Linked DNA regions of Sus scrofa: region 2 is linked to region 1. A link is a contact called in public HiChIP or PLAC-seq data. All regions are on one chromosome and are shown on one strand. The core of a region is the stretch at or near the end of the contact, and the rest is flanking DNA. Distances in the headings are between cores, read along the strand shown.

What was found. HiChIP or PLAC-seq counts read pairs in DNA pulled down with a chosen protein or histone mark.
Region 2: a contact with region 1 is called in an H3K27ac HiChIP or PLAC-seq map of alveolar macrophages. The contact joins the promoter of ATG3 here to the promoter of NEPRO in region 1. A contact is called at or near these places in 1 of 5 promoter capture datasets (fetal liver) and 2 of 2 datasets of contacts at active chromatin or transcription factors (alveolar macrophages and skeletal muscle).

What each region holds. Positions count from the first base shown.
Region 1 is chr13:146,899,389-146,905,822 of Sscrofa11.1, forward strand. NEPRO (nucleolus and neural progenitor protein) reads left to right here and starts at 2,622. Exons shown (of 9, transcript XM_003132674.4): 1 at 2,622-2,830; 2 at 4,637-4,791. The coding sequence starts at 2,728. The region is part of intron 5 of GTPBP8 (GTP-binding protein 8); the gene reads right to left.
Region 2 is chr13:147,276,854-147,283,287 of Sscrofa11.1, forward strand. ATG3 (ubiquitin-like-conjugating enzyme ATG3) reads left to right here and starts at 2,257. Exons shown (of 12, transcript XM_003132682.6): 1 at 2,257-3,046; 2 at 6,021-6,062. The coding sequence starts at 2,975. It overlaps SLC35A5 (probable UDP-sugar transporter protein SLC35A5), which reads right to left and starts at 2,533. Exons shown (of 7, transcript XM_013982457.2): 1 at 2,240-2,533; 2 at 1,294-1,443. The coding sequence starts at 1,423.

The DNA.
Region 1 (6,434 bases), core at 1,372-3,871:
GTCTGGCAAACAGCTGATGCTCCAAAACTTTGCTGAATGAATAATGCATCTTCTTTCATCAATTCTCTTCCCTTCATCTCTTTAGTAGGTCCAGCTTCACTCACTCTTTTGGCCCCATTTCCCTTGGCCTATTCTGGTGATCAAATCATTTTCTATCATGGTCAGTTTTATGTATCAACATGGCCCACAGGCAATCTCAAACTCAGAATGTCAAAGTTCTCTCTCTATTCCTGCCAACTACTTAAATTTGTTCTTCTTTTGGATGTGACATCTCAAACTCAAGGCAAAAGTCTGAAAGTCATACTAGACATTTATATACCTAAATACTAGACATCTAAATAAGTCAGTGTCCATCTTCAGTGCCAGGGTTTGAATTCAGGCCTTCATTCCCTCTTGCCTCAGCTTTTAATAGATCCCCTTACCTCCCTTTCTCCAGGCTTATCTCCTTCAAATCTGTTCTCCAGAGTGCTTGTCCTCTGATGCAAGGTGACCACAAATGCCCAGCCTAAGACTCAATGACTTCTCTGTCACCTGCAATAAGGGATTCCTAATATAGGCCACTATCACAAGGAGCATTTAAAAACACAGATTAGAACTCTACTCAGACCTAATGAATAAGAATTTCTAAAGTGAAGCCTGAAGTTTTTCTCTTTTAAAAGACTAGCCAGGTTATTATGATCAGCCAGGATTGAGAGCCACCAGCCTTCAAGGTAAATCCACATTCTGTCCCTGACACCATTACTCCCAGCTTTATCCCTCAAAACACATCATGCTCCAGCAATACTGATGCATCCAGGATGACTGATTCTTCAACCCACGTTGTTTACCATCTTTCTGTCAGGAATGTCTTCTTCTCTTATCTGCTTGGGAAATTCCTACTTGTTCATCAAAAGCATTATTCAAGAATACCTAGTCTCTTACTTAAGCCATTAAATACTGACAAACTAGTGAAATTGTACACACTAAGTATGTGCAGTTCTTGGCATACCAATTTTACCTCAATAAAGCTGTCAAAAATTAATTGAGGTCCTACTACATGTCAGGCTCTGAGCTGAGCATTGTTATATAGAGATCAATAACCTACATTATTTACAATATTTACATTAAGCCCACATACCACTGAAGAAAGAGGCATACAAATATACAAATTAATATAGTACAGTGAGGTAAATTCTGTGAGAGTTTGTGGTAGGCTGAATAATGCCCCCTTCTAAGATGTCCAAATCCTAATCCTCCAAATCTATGAATATGCTACTTTACATTACAAAACAAATTTTGTAGATGTGATTAAGTTAAAGATTCTGAAATGAGGAAATCATCCTGGGTTATTTTGGTGGGCTCAAAATAATCACCAGGGTCCTTTTAAGATGGAGGCAGGCAGGAGGATGAGAGAGAAAAAGAAGGTGCAAAGAGACTGGAAAATGCTCTGCTACTGACGTTGAAAATGGAGGATGGAGACATGAACCAAGGAACATGAACATGTGGCCTCTAAAAGCTGCAAAAAGCAAGAAAATGAATTTTCCACTAGCGCTTCCAACCTTGAACCAGTGAGATCAGTTTTGGACTTCTAAGTTCCAGAAATGTAATATAACTGTAAGTGACTATATGGCAGCAACAGGAAGCTAATACAGAAGCCAACACAGGGCATTAAGGTAGTACATAAAGGGGTCTCTACATCAAGTTGTAGAGTGGGAAAGGGATGTTCAGGAAGAATTACTCAGAGCTGGGGGAGATTGTGTTTAAGGGAAATGGTCCAGGTAGAGAAATTAATATGTATAAAGGTATAAACAGAGAGCATGGAAAGTGTTATGACAAGTCTATTTGCATTAAACAGTAAAAAAATATTAACAATATTAATTCTGCTAAGAGTACTGTTTGTATGCCAGGCACCATTCCAAAACACTTTTCAGCTCTGAGTACTTTATCATTCTGTATTATCATCATCATTTTATCTATACGGATACTAAGGTTTGGAGGAGCTAGTAATTTAGCACTGCAGTGGGGGCCTTTAGTAAAGTAGCATCAGGGTGGCTGAAAATAAATGAACTATTAGATACTAGAGAGGTGGGGGTCAGCACTGCTTGGGATATCAACTTGTTCTGGACGCTGACAGAAGATGGGGTTGATAGAGTCAGAGGCCTCCAATTTCTGTGATGTGATCGTGGTTTTGTTGCCGCTCAAGGTAGAGCTGTCCTTGACTAACTCAAAGTAAATCACTTATGTTACAAATGTAAACTCTGCCTCCTTATTTCCCTTCTTCCTTTCCCCCTAATGTCTGGGGTGGAGATAGAGGTGTATGCACCAACTAAACTGTGAGCTTCACTCTGCACATTTGTGAAATGCTTTGAAATAGTTCCAAAATTGATTGCGCCTCAGAATCCCTTGGAGAAGCATACACACAATGCAGATTCCTCGCCTTATTCAGAGATTTTGATTGAGTAGTACATGGATGGGGCTCCGCCTCACCCCCTCATCTGCAAATCTCCCAAATATTCTGGTACCTGACCAGCGCCTGAATGACTTCTGGGTCGTTCAGGTACACCGCATTTGATTCCGTAAAGGACCCTCCCCCGCCCCGCCCCCAGGCCCCGCCCCGCCCCCAGGCCCCGCCCCCTCTCCCTCTTCCTCAACCTCCCCTCCCCCGCCTGCCCCGGACGTCTCCTGCTTCGTCGTTTCATTTTGTCTCGCCCAGCTCCGCCTTTTCCAGGTCCTCCTCTGTCTCTCAAGATGGCTGCGCTGCCGCCGAGCCCGGAACTGTGGAACCGCGTGAGGATCCCCAAAGCCGGCAGCCGCAGTACAGTAATCGTGCAGAACCCTGACACACCGCTGGGTGAGTGAGGCGCCCCATAAGGGGCGCAGGCTTTTCCGCAGGAGGCGTCTGGCCGCTGCCGGCGCACGTGCGCGAGGGGCGGGACTTCCGGACTCCGCGGGACGCTGGGTATGACGGCGGTGTGCGGCATCTGGGGTCGGGCGTTTGTGGGGACCTCTGGCTTTGCTGTTCTCTGGACCCACCGTGCCGACCGCAGGGCTTCCATGGGGCGCCGAAAAGGCAGAGAGGGGCGAACGCAGCTAGCATCAGGGAAAAGTGCTGCCTGGGAACCCTCTGTTGACGCAGGCCACCAAGAGCCGTGGTTACTCCACAGTCTTTCCCGACCTCTTCCACCGAGGAGCGGCGGGTCACTCAAGCACTCTGCACTTAAATCGCACTCTTCCTAGATCCCCCTTTCTTTTCTGTAAAATAGGGTTAGTCTTCCCTGCCCATCACTGGGTTGTTGGGAGGATATAATGATGTCATTTAGGTGAGTATGCTCTGAAGTGAAATATCAGTGTATGGTGGCATTGCCGTTATCAAGCAGCAGGAGCTTGGTCTGGGTTTAAAACCTGGCTCTTCCTCTGCTGGAGCTAGGGTGAGGGATGGGAGTGTCCTTATTTCACATTTCTGGGTCTCAGCTCATTTCCAAATGAGGGTAAAACAGTATTTGCCTTACAGAGCTGTTTGGTTTTTTGGGGGTTTTGTTTGTTTTTTGCTTTTTAAGGCCACACCCAGCATATGTAAGTTCCCAGGCCAGGGGTGGAATCAGAGTTACAGCTACCAGCCTACACCACAGCCACAGCAATGGGGGATCCGATCCACATCTGAGACCTACACCACAGCGCATGCCAATGCCGGATCCCTGAGCCACTAAGCCAGGCCAGGAATTGAACCGCATCCTCATGTATACTAGTCGGATTCCTTTCAGCTGCGCCACAATGGGAATTCCTATAGAACTGTTTTGATGGAAGAGTAAAGTATTTGGAACAGTGCCTGATACAGTGAATAAATACTCAAATGATAGCTGTTATTAATAATATTTAATACCTGTAACTTACCTAATCATCACATCCCCAGCCCTATCCATCCATCCTGCTCAGTTTACAAGAAACCTTCCCCCATCCTCTATTCAAAAATTCCTTAACATGATTCCTATTAGGCCTGGAAATTCACCAGCTCTCTCTTTATCCCAAAGGCACCCCTTTCTGGCCTCAAATAGCTGGGACGGTTAAGAAACTTCTCTATGTTCTATAGAAATCTGCCTCTGTGTTACTTCCACTTAGGAGGCTAGTACTACCCTGAGAGCCACAGACAACACATTAACTCCATCTTCTACTTCAAAGCTTTTCGGACCAAAAAGCTATCATCTCATTCTACTAAGTACCATGTGTTCAGTCACATAAATTACATAATTTCCAGTTGTTAACAGTGGTTTCTCTTTTCTGAATATATTTGTAAAGCAGTACCCAAATACAGTGCCTTTGATTTTTAAGAGAATTAATTTATCCGTTTAGAGAAGTACACAACATGTTTCCCACCTCAGGGTACTTAAGGTGTTAAGTATACTAGTTTAACACATGTTCTCTCAGTGACTTCTTGGACTTGATATCATCTGGCACCATTTTCCTTCCTTCCTATGTGACTTCTCACATACTTGAAATCATTTTGTTCCTACAGGAACAAATTAATGATGACAGTAATGATGACATTAATTTGTTCTTGATTTATTAAATAAGGGAAGATGCTTCTTTCAATGTACATTTTATATGCTATACTTAAAATGTAGAAATGCATATTAAGTCTAACTAAACATCTCTGCTTTAGACCTTTGCATTGCAGCTGTAATTAAAGAATGCTCTCTTGTTATACTGTCACTGAAGAGCCAAACCTTAGATGCAGAAACGGATGTGTTATGCGCATTCCTTTACAGCAATCACAACAGAATGGGCCGCCACAAACCCCATTTGGCCCTCAAACAGGTAAGGGGGAAGTCCTGTATTTAAGACTCAACATGTTTACTTGATGAAGATGGACATCACTCTGCCACTTAATATTTTGTTGTTTATGGAAATCACAGTAAATTACTTGTGATTTATAGGTCTTCAGCCCACAGTTGCATGTGGGCGTTCTCTTTTTTTTCTGAAAGCATTTTTAAAAAGTTTATTTAGAAAGGAATTATGTTTGATTCTTTCCCAGTCTTTTTTCTAGTAGATAGGTAATTTTAGGAAAAATTTTCTTCATTACATACAATCTTAAATTACTGTGCCTTCCTATGTGCTGGGCACTGTGCTTCATGCTGGGTGTACGGGCCAAAAAATACAGGCATTGTATTGAACCTTACAGGTTCATGCTCTTTGGTTTTCACTCCATTACTTAAGGCAAAAAAGATGACGATTTCTTTTTTTTTTTTTTGTCTTTTTAGGGCTACACCCAGGGCATATGGAGGTTCCCAGGCTAGGGGTTGAATCAGAACTGTAGCCACTGGCCTACACCACAGCCATAGCAACGTGGGATCTGAGCCTCATCTGCAACCTATACCACAGCTCACAGCTGGATTCTTAACCCACTGATCGAGGCCAGAGATTGAACCTGTGTCCTCATGGGTGCTAGTCAGATTCGTTTCCACTGAGCCATGACGGGAACTCCAAGATTTCTTCATCAAAGAAAGATTTGGGATCATAGTCTTTCCCAAAGTTTTCTTTTCTCATGGAAGTTTTTATCTCCTTCTGAGAATTTAACACCGAAACCAAACTTGTTAGATTAAACGTACATATTTCTCCTCCTGGCTTCCAAGTTGTGAATAATTATCCAGTCAGAAAAATTTGGTGTTCTGTTTCTCTTCTTCCTTTTATGTAATTCTCCCACCTGCTCACACTGATCAGTCAAAACTTTCTCTGCATCTAGTCCCTTTTAGTTCTGGCTGCCATCTCTTTTTTCAGACTTTGTCAATTTTTAGTTGTCTTGCAATCCTGACTGGTCTTTCCTCTATTTAATCATCTTAAAACACATCTTTAATTTTTCATGGTTCTCCATTGTCTCCTGAATAAAAACTAAACCTCTTAGCTTAACTTACAAAATCCTCCATGATCTGGCCTTTTCAGTTTTCCTTAGCTCAGGCTTCTCTCTGGTCTTCATCTTCATAGATTTTATATTCCAGGCAATCTGAACTCTTTGTGAGTCCTACTCACCCCATGTGTCCCCTCTTCTGTTCCCTTTGCTCACCTGGTCCTGTCTGTTTAGAACGCCCAATCCTTCCAACATTTTCTTCATGTCTGTGGCTCTGACAGACTGCTGAAATTTAGTACTTAATAATTTACTATCTCGTTTTGATAGTTTCACTGTTAGAAATTATGTTGCTTCAGAAAAATTATATCTTGAATATAATCTTATATCTTCTTTGGTTCCCTTTATAGCATCAAGCACATCCTGGCATATAGTAAATTCTTAGTTATAACCTGAGATAATTGATTTGATAAATGTATTTACCTGGATAAATTTCAAATTTTTAAGCAGACGCAATTGCTTTGGGCTACAGGTTTTTTTCCCCCTTAAAAAAAGATATTGTGTGGTATTCAGTATATTTCCATACTTTGAAATTTTGCATTTCTTTGTTTTCCTGGTC
Region 2 (6,434 bases), core at 1,007-3,506, 380 kb after region 1:
CTTTCTCATTTAACCCTCCCACTTACATTCCAAGTATTCCTTGTCCCATAATCTCTGGGGCCTAAAGGAAAAAGTCCCAGACACATAGCATGGCCTGTGAAGTCCTTAACTATCTAATCATTGCTTCCCTCTCAGGCCAAGCAATCCTTCCCCCACCTCCTCCAAGTCCCTAAAACTTTCAGCTCAGTAATTCTGAACTACATATTCTCACAATCCAAGTTTGATTTTTTTTTTCTCAATTAAAAAAATTTTTTTTTTATGGCCACACCCGAGGCATATGAAGTTCCCAGGCCAGGGATTGAACCTGAGCTACAGCTGCAACCTATGGAACTGGATCCTTTAACCCACTGCACCACAGTGGGAAATTCATTCCTACTTTTTAATACATCTGTTCATTTTTTACAGCTGTTGCTTCTGTTTTGAATACAGCTGCCTACCTTGTCTTCTTGTAGATCAACTGTTAGCTTATCAGGGAACTGTTCCCTGACCTCTCTGCAGCCCACATCATGCTCTCCCAGTCAGAATATATACACTTTCTACTCTGAACTATCTCTGCATTTTGGTATAAAACTAAACTTATTATAGTGTATTTTAATAATCCATTTACATGTATTTCTCTCCTAATAAACTGTGAATCCTTGAGAATAAGGTCTATCTTATGTACTTTGAACCCTGCTACTAATATTTATTAGCTTAGTGCCTGGCAGAGAAAGGTCAACCAAAGAGAGACTTATATACATATCTGACTTCCCAAGCAGACCATTAACAGTCACAGTATCCAACTTTATGTGTCCTCAATAACTAGTGAGAGATTCTCAATAAGGTTTTATGGAATAAAACTGTTTAAATACAAATTCTTCTGTTAAGAACAAGATTTCTTGAGTATGTATTTGTCAAAGCTAATAACCTATACTGTTTCATTGATAATGTAATTAAAATACTATCTTATAAATGCCAGGGGATCAACAAATATCTCATATTTCAAGATAAGTTATAATACATATTGCTACAGGCCCAGAAACACCTGTTGACTGAATAGTCAGATGTTATGATCCATTCTGCTAAGGGTTTGATTCTGTACTTGCCTGACCCAAATTTCACTCAGCATCAAAAATTTTTCTTGCTAAGGTATGAAAGGTTAAAGAACCAAATTGAATCATGCTTTATTACTCACATGAAGCAGAGTACTTTTAAGGATATAATCCCCATTTTACACACAAGGAAACCAAAGACAAGAAAGACAATGGGTGATTAAATGGCAGAGTTCCATACATAATCCAAGTCTTAACTTACCTTCATTGGCTGAATATTTTACAAGTAGGATGCGACTTGAGCTTAAAGCAATGAATACCACCCCTAGCAGGAATGCATACATTGTTGACCAGGAGCATAACACTGGAAGACCACAACATGTGCTTTCCATTTCACTGTTTTTTCAACTGCCTTAAAGAGAAGGACATGTTCATGAACAACCCTGACAGCCGATTAAGTATAATGTACATACCACTGACTTGTGAAGAACAGAAAAGGAATTTTTTAGATGTCTATATCAAAATCAAAAAAGTTGAGAACTACAAGAAAAACTATGGTGAAAGGAAATGAAACAGTCAAAATTTGATAGGAAGGGGAACTCTAGACACAGAAAAGGCAAGGGCTAGATTAGAAGTGCTGACAAAAGGACAGTTTGGGACTGCAGAATTTTGCAGAGAAACAATTCTTTTAACTTTCACTCTTATGAGCAACTGTGGTCTAAAAGATAATTTCAGATTTGTATTTTTCTCCTTAGTAGCAGCTTTTCCATAGGAGGAAAAAAAAGAACTTGCAGTGAAAGATTCGTTAAATAATGACCAAAATGGAAATATCTGAAACACTGCTGTTACTTTAATTTCCAACTAGTGTTGGAAGCAGAGGGGAACTTAGAAATCAATGACTCCAAGGCCCTTTTTTGAGATGTTGAAGACACTAGACTCTACACTGAGTAGTTACCCTGCCCAAAGCATGCCAGTTTAATGGAGCGCAGAGCCGGTGGTATTGGTGAGAGATGGGCTGGAAGTACCAACACCCACAGCCTAGTGGGCCCAAGTGTACCAAAGCCAAAAAGACACCCCTCCCCACCCGAAGGGCAGGTTTCCCTCCACGATTTAGGAACGCCTTCTGTCACCCGTGCGCCCTCCCCTCAAACGCACGCGCATTCTTTTGCCTCTGCCCCCACCCCGCCCCGGGGTGGGGGCGCTGTTACCTTGGTCCCTTCGAAGAGCTTCCTGCGGAAGAGCATGCATCCTAGAGCTAAAGCAGTAACTGTCTGGCTCCGCAACAGCAGCAGCTTTTAGGGCACATAGGCAGGGAAGCTATGGGTGGAAAAGAAAGGCGAATAAGCCTCTGCACCCAACCCTCCTATTCTGGAACAGAAAGCACAATAACTACCCGACGCTAGAAAGAGCGGACCTGGCGCCCATTGCGCAGGCGCGCTCAGTGTTACGCTTCCGGAGGGAGGGGAAAAGCGACCCGATCCCGCCCCAAGCGCGGCCTTTCTCGCGTCACGTGTCGGGAGAGTCCTCTGTCACGTGAGGTCCAGGTGGCGGCGGAGCTACGGCGAGAGAGTGAGAGGAGGAAGGAGAAGCCGGAAGGGGTGCGAGTGAAGCTAGGCGGAGAAGACAGCCCCTGAGAAGGCGAGGGTGCGCGTGCGCCCGCTTTTCCCCCTAAGTCGGCCCCACCGCTCTCCCTTGCGGCCTGGTGACAGCTGGGCCCGGCCCACCGCGCGCTGCCTGGGGCGCGAGGAGCGCGCTCCCCGCTCTCTCTCGCCCCGCCGGCCGCCCCTCCCCCTCGTCCCGTCCGTCCCGTCGCGTCTCGTCGCGTCTCGTCGCCTCGGGTGTCGAGGCCAGTCGTCGGCGGCGGGGACGTTTTCTGACTCCCGATCCCTGTCCGGCTGTCCTTTCCACTCTGTCTCGGGGCCGGCCGCTCCTCCGGCCCCAGGATGCAGAATGTGATTAACACGGTAAAGGGAAAGGCACTGGAAGTAGCTGAGTACCTGACCCCGGTCCTCAAGGTAAGTGGGCTTGTCAGGGACTGTCACCCACACGCTTGGCTTTGCAGGGATCTAGGGCCGGGCGCCTGGAGAGTCACCTGGTTCTCCGGTGGCAAAAAGTGTGGGAAGGCGGTAGGAATGGTACACGGGAAAAGGTGCAGCCCCTACCTGCGGTCTTACCTAGCTGTTCCCTAGGTGTTTCCTCTGGCTCTTGGGTAATTTGGACCGACTCTGCATACTTCTGTCTCCCACCCGTCAGCACTCAGCTCCTCTTGGTACAATCAGGTTGGATGGTGGTCCGTAGATAAGTGATTTTTGAGGACGTTAAATCCTAACGTCGGAAGTCTTTTGAACTACTGAAATGAAGATTTTGCTTATCTTAAAAAATGAAATCAGTTTGGTATTAAAATGAGATGTCACCTTTTTCTTTCAAAGTTCATAGTAAGTCTCTTTTAATTAGGGGTTTGAAATAGTAAGTTGTGACTAAGGTCCCAAATTACTAGATTTCAGAAAAAGAAGGTGAAATTTGCAACATTATTTCTTTCAGTACCATTTAACCCAGCTAACAGACAACACCCCCCTTTCCAAGTTTTTAAAATAACTGAAACTAGTTATTCATCTTGGACGTCAATGATAATAAGGAGTAGGCTGACCCTTCTAGATACTTGGTTTATTTACATTTTTAAAGATATTTTAAAGTAAAAGTTGTAACATTAGTTATTAGAAGAATGACTGGTTTTACTTTCAAAGATGCATTTCTAGAAGTGCATTCAAGTTTTTCTTTTAAAACTCTTAAAAATGTTTTAGGAGTTCCTATCGTGGCGCAGCGGAAACAAATCCGACTAGGAACCATGAGGTTGCAGGTTCTATCCCTGGCCTTGCTCAATGGGTTAAGGATCCAGCCTTGCGGTGAGCTGTGGTGTAGGTCGAAGACGTGGCTCATATCTGGCATTGCTGTGGCTCTGGCGTAGGCTGGCAGCTATAGCTCCAATTAGACCCCTAGTCTGGGAACCTCCATTTGCTGCAAGAGCGGCCCTAACAAGCCAAAAAATAAAAAATAAAAAGCCAGTTTTAATTAAATGAATTTTATTATATTTATAGTTGTACAACCATCATCACAACATAATTTTAGAATATTTCCATCCCAAACCCCCAGTCCACCCCCCACTTGTCTCTTTTAAAGCTCTTTTAGGGTAAGTTTTTTGTTACTTTAACTTTATTTTTCCTTTCTGAAAAGCAAACAGTGAGAGTAAATGAATAGCGATTTCTTGCTTAGTGTTTTTTTTTTTTTTAACCTTTCAATTAAAATTTTACAAATTTTGGTGTGAGGATGGAATATTCTTGGAAATGGTTGTTCCTCTTTATTCAAGAATTTCCTCTGGTATGCTAAGAGGAATAGTGAACAGTTTTACTTTGCTCCCTTTCCATGCAAAGGGAAACGTTAGTCCTGTACTTTGTTTTTATATTTCTAAGAATGATTTTAAAATGATACTTGTTGGGCCAAGTTAAAAAAAAAATTTTAAATGAGAATTCCAGTATTGCTATGCTTTTATTTGTTGCTTATGAAACCCATCTAAATTAAGATTATTCAGTCGACTTTGAAATTTTGACATTTGATCATATGATTCTTTTGCATATTATATCATCTTTTCAGAAACATGTCTACCTAGACAAATAGGATTTAAATAATAAACCATTGTTATAGCTTTTAGTTTCAGGGAGAGTGGAGCAAAAGAAAGAGACCTCCCAAGATTAAATATAAAACTGCTATTTTACTGGACACTTGTATTTTATTGAACTTATAACATAGACTTCTGTTTTGAGAAATCATTCTACTTGTTCGCCAAACGGAAAGGATGTGTTAGCTTGTTAGGTAGGTAGTTTTAGTAATAAGGAAAGCAGAATTAATAATCCTCTTCCTTACTCTTCCCTGTGCAAATTGTTGGTTTTCAGAGAGAATCCTTGTAGTTTCCTACTGGTCATGGGGAAACAAGGGAAAAAAGCTAATGATTTCTCCCAGCCAGTAAACATTAAGAAAAATCATGGTTTGGACTTACTACTGGCTTTTAAACAAAAGCCCTTGCTCACTTCCATGTTATTTGTCAAACACTCTCTTGCCTTGGGTGTTGCATTAGTTCTTCCCTCTGCCTGAAATGCTCTTCCCCCAGACAGCCTTGTGGCTGATTTCTTTCCAGTCTGTAGTCACTTATCAGTGAATTCTTTGTTCTCTTGCCATCCTATTTTAAATAACCATTTATCTCCCTCCACCCCTACCCAGTTTCCTCTCTGCCTCACTTTTCTGTGTGGTATTTATTACCATTTGGCTTTTCTCCCTCTACTAAACTTTAAACTTCTTATGAGGACAAAGATGAGTTTGGTCCATTTTATTCACTCTGTGTCCTTATTACCTCAAATAGTGCTTGGCACATAGTAGTTGTTTGGTAAACATTTGTTGAATGAATAATGTTCCTAAATGAATCTTTTCATTTTTACAGATTTCTACACAAAAATCTTACATATAACTTAAACTTGAGAAAATTTTGATAATAACATCCTTCCTTTAGAGGAGAGATTATGTATAATATCTTGGTGGAAATGTGAATAATGGGAAAGTATTAAATGATTTATGATATCTAGGTTTGGTGTCTAATATTACTCAAACATCTTTAAGATTTTTTATTCTGTAAAATAATGATATTGGGTCATTTCACAAAATTATTTTAAAGTTTAATGTTTGTATAAACGTTTGAATATTTTTCCAAAGAGCTTTGCTCTAATATTGTAGTACTGATCAAAGTGTACTGTTAATTATTTTCATGTCCATTTTCCTCTGTTAGACTTGTGTGTTCCTTGAGGTCAGGTACCAGTGAGAGAGTCTTTTTTTTCTGCACATGCTCCAGTTGCCTAGATGGTGCAAGGCGAATAGTCGCCCACAAACATGTTTTAATTCAAAGTGAAATAGTGTAATACTATTGTGCTTTTTTGCTCTCTTTAGGAATCCAAGTTCAAGGAAACAGGTGTTATCACCCCAGAAGAGGTGAGTATCGAAGATATTTTACAGCTATTTTACAATTAATAAAACTGGGTGGCTTTTTTGCTTTATAAGAAAACATCTTGGAACTTTAATTTTTGACTTGAGTAAAATTAGTTTCTGTTGACTGTATTAGCAATTTTGTACGGATTTCTACTTCCCATAGAAGAAAATGTAACTTCCCTCTCAGTTTGCCATTTCTCATTTTCCTGTAGTTCCTCTTTATTTAGAAATAAGGATGGGAGAGGGAGTGGAGAAGATTCCTACAGCTACTTATCGTACACTCGTATTTGTATTATATTGAGCTATGCAGTGGCCTCTCTGGTGTTTGCTCTGTCTTTACCCCAAACATGAGTTTTCGTGACTTTCCATTTGGAA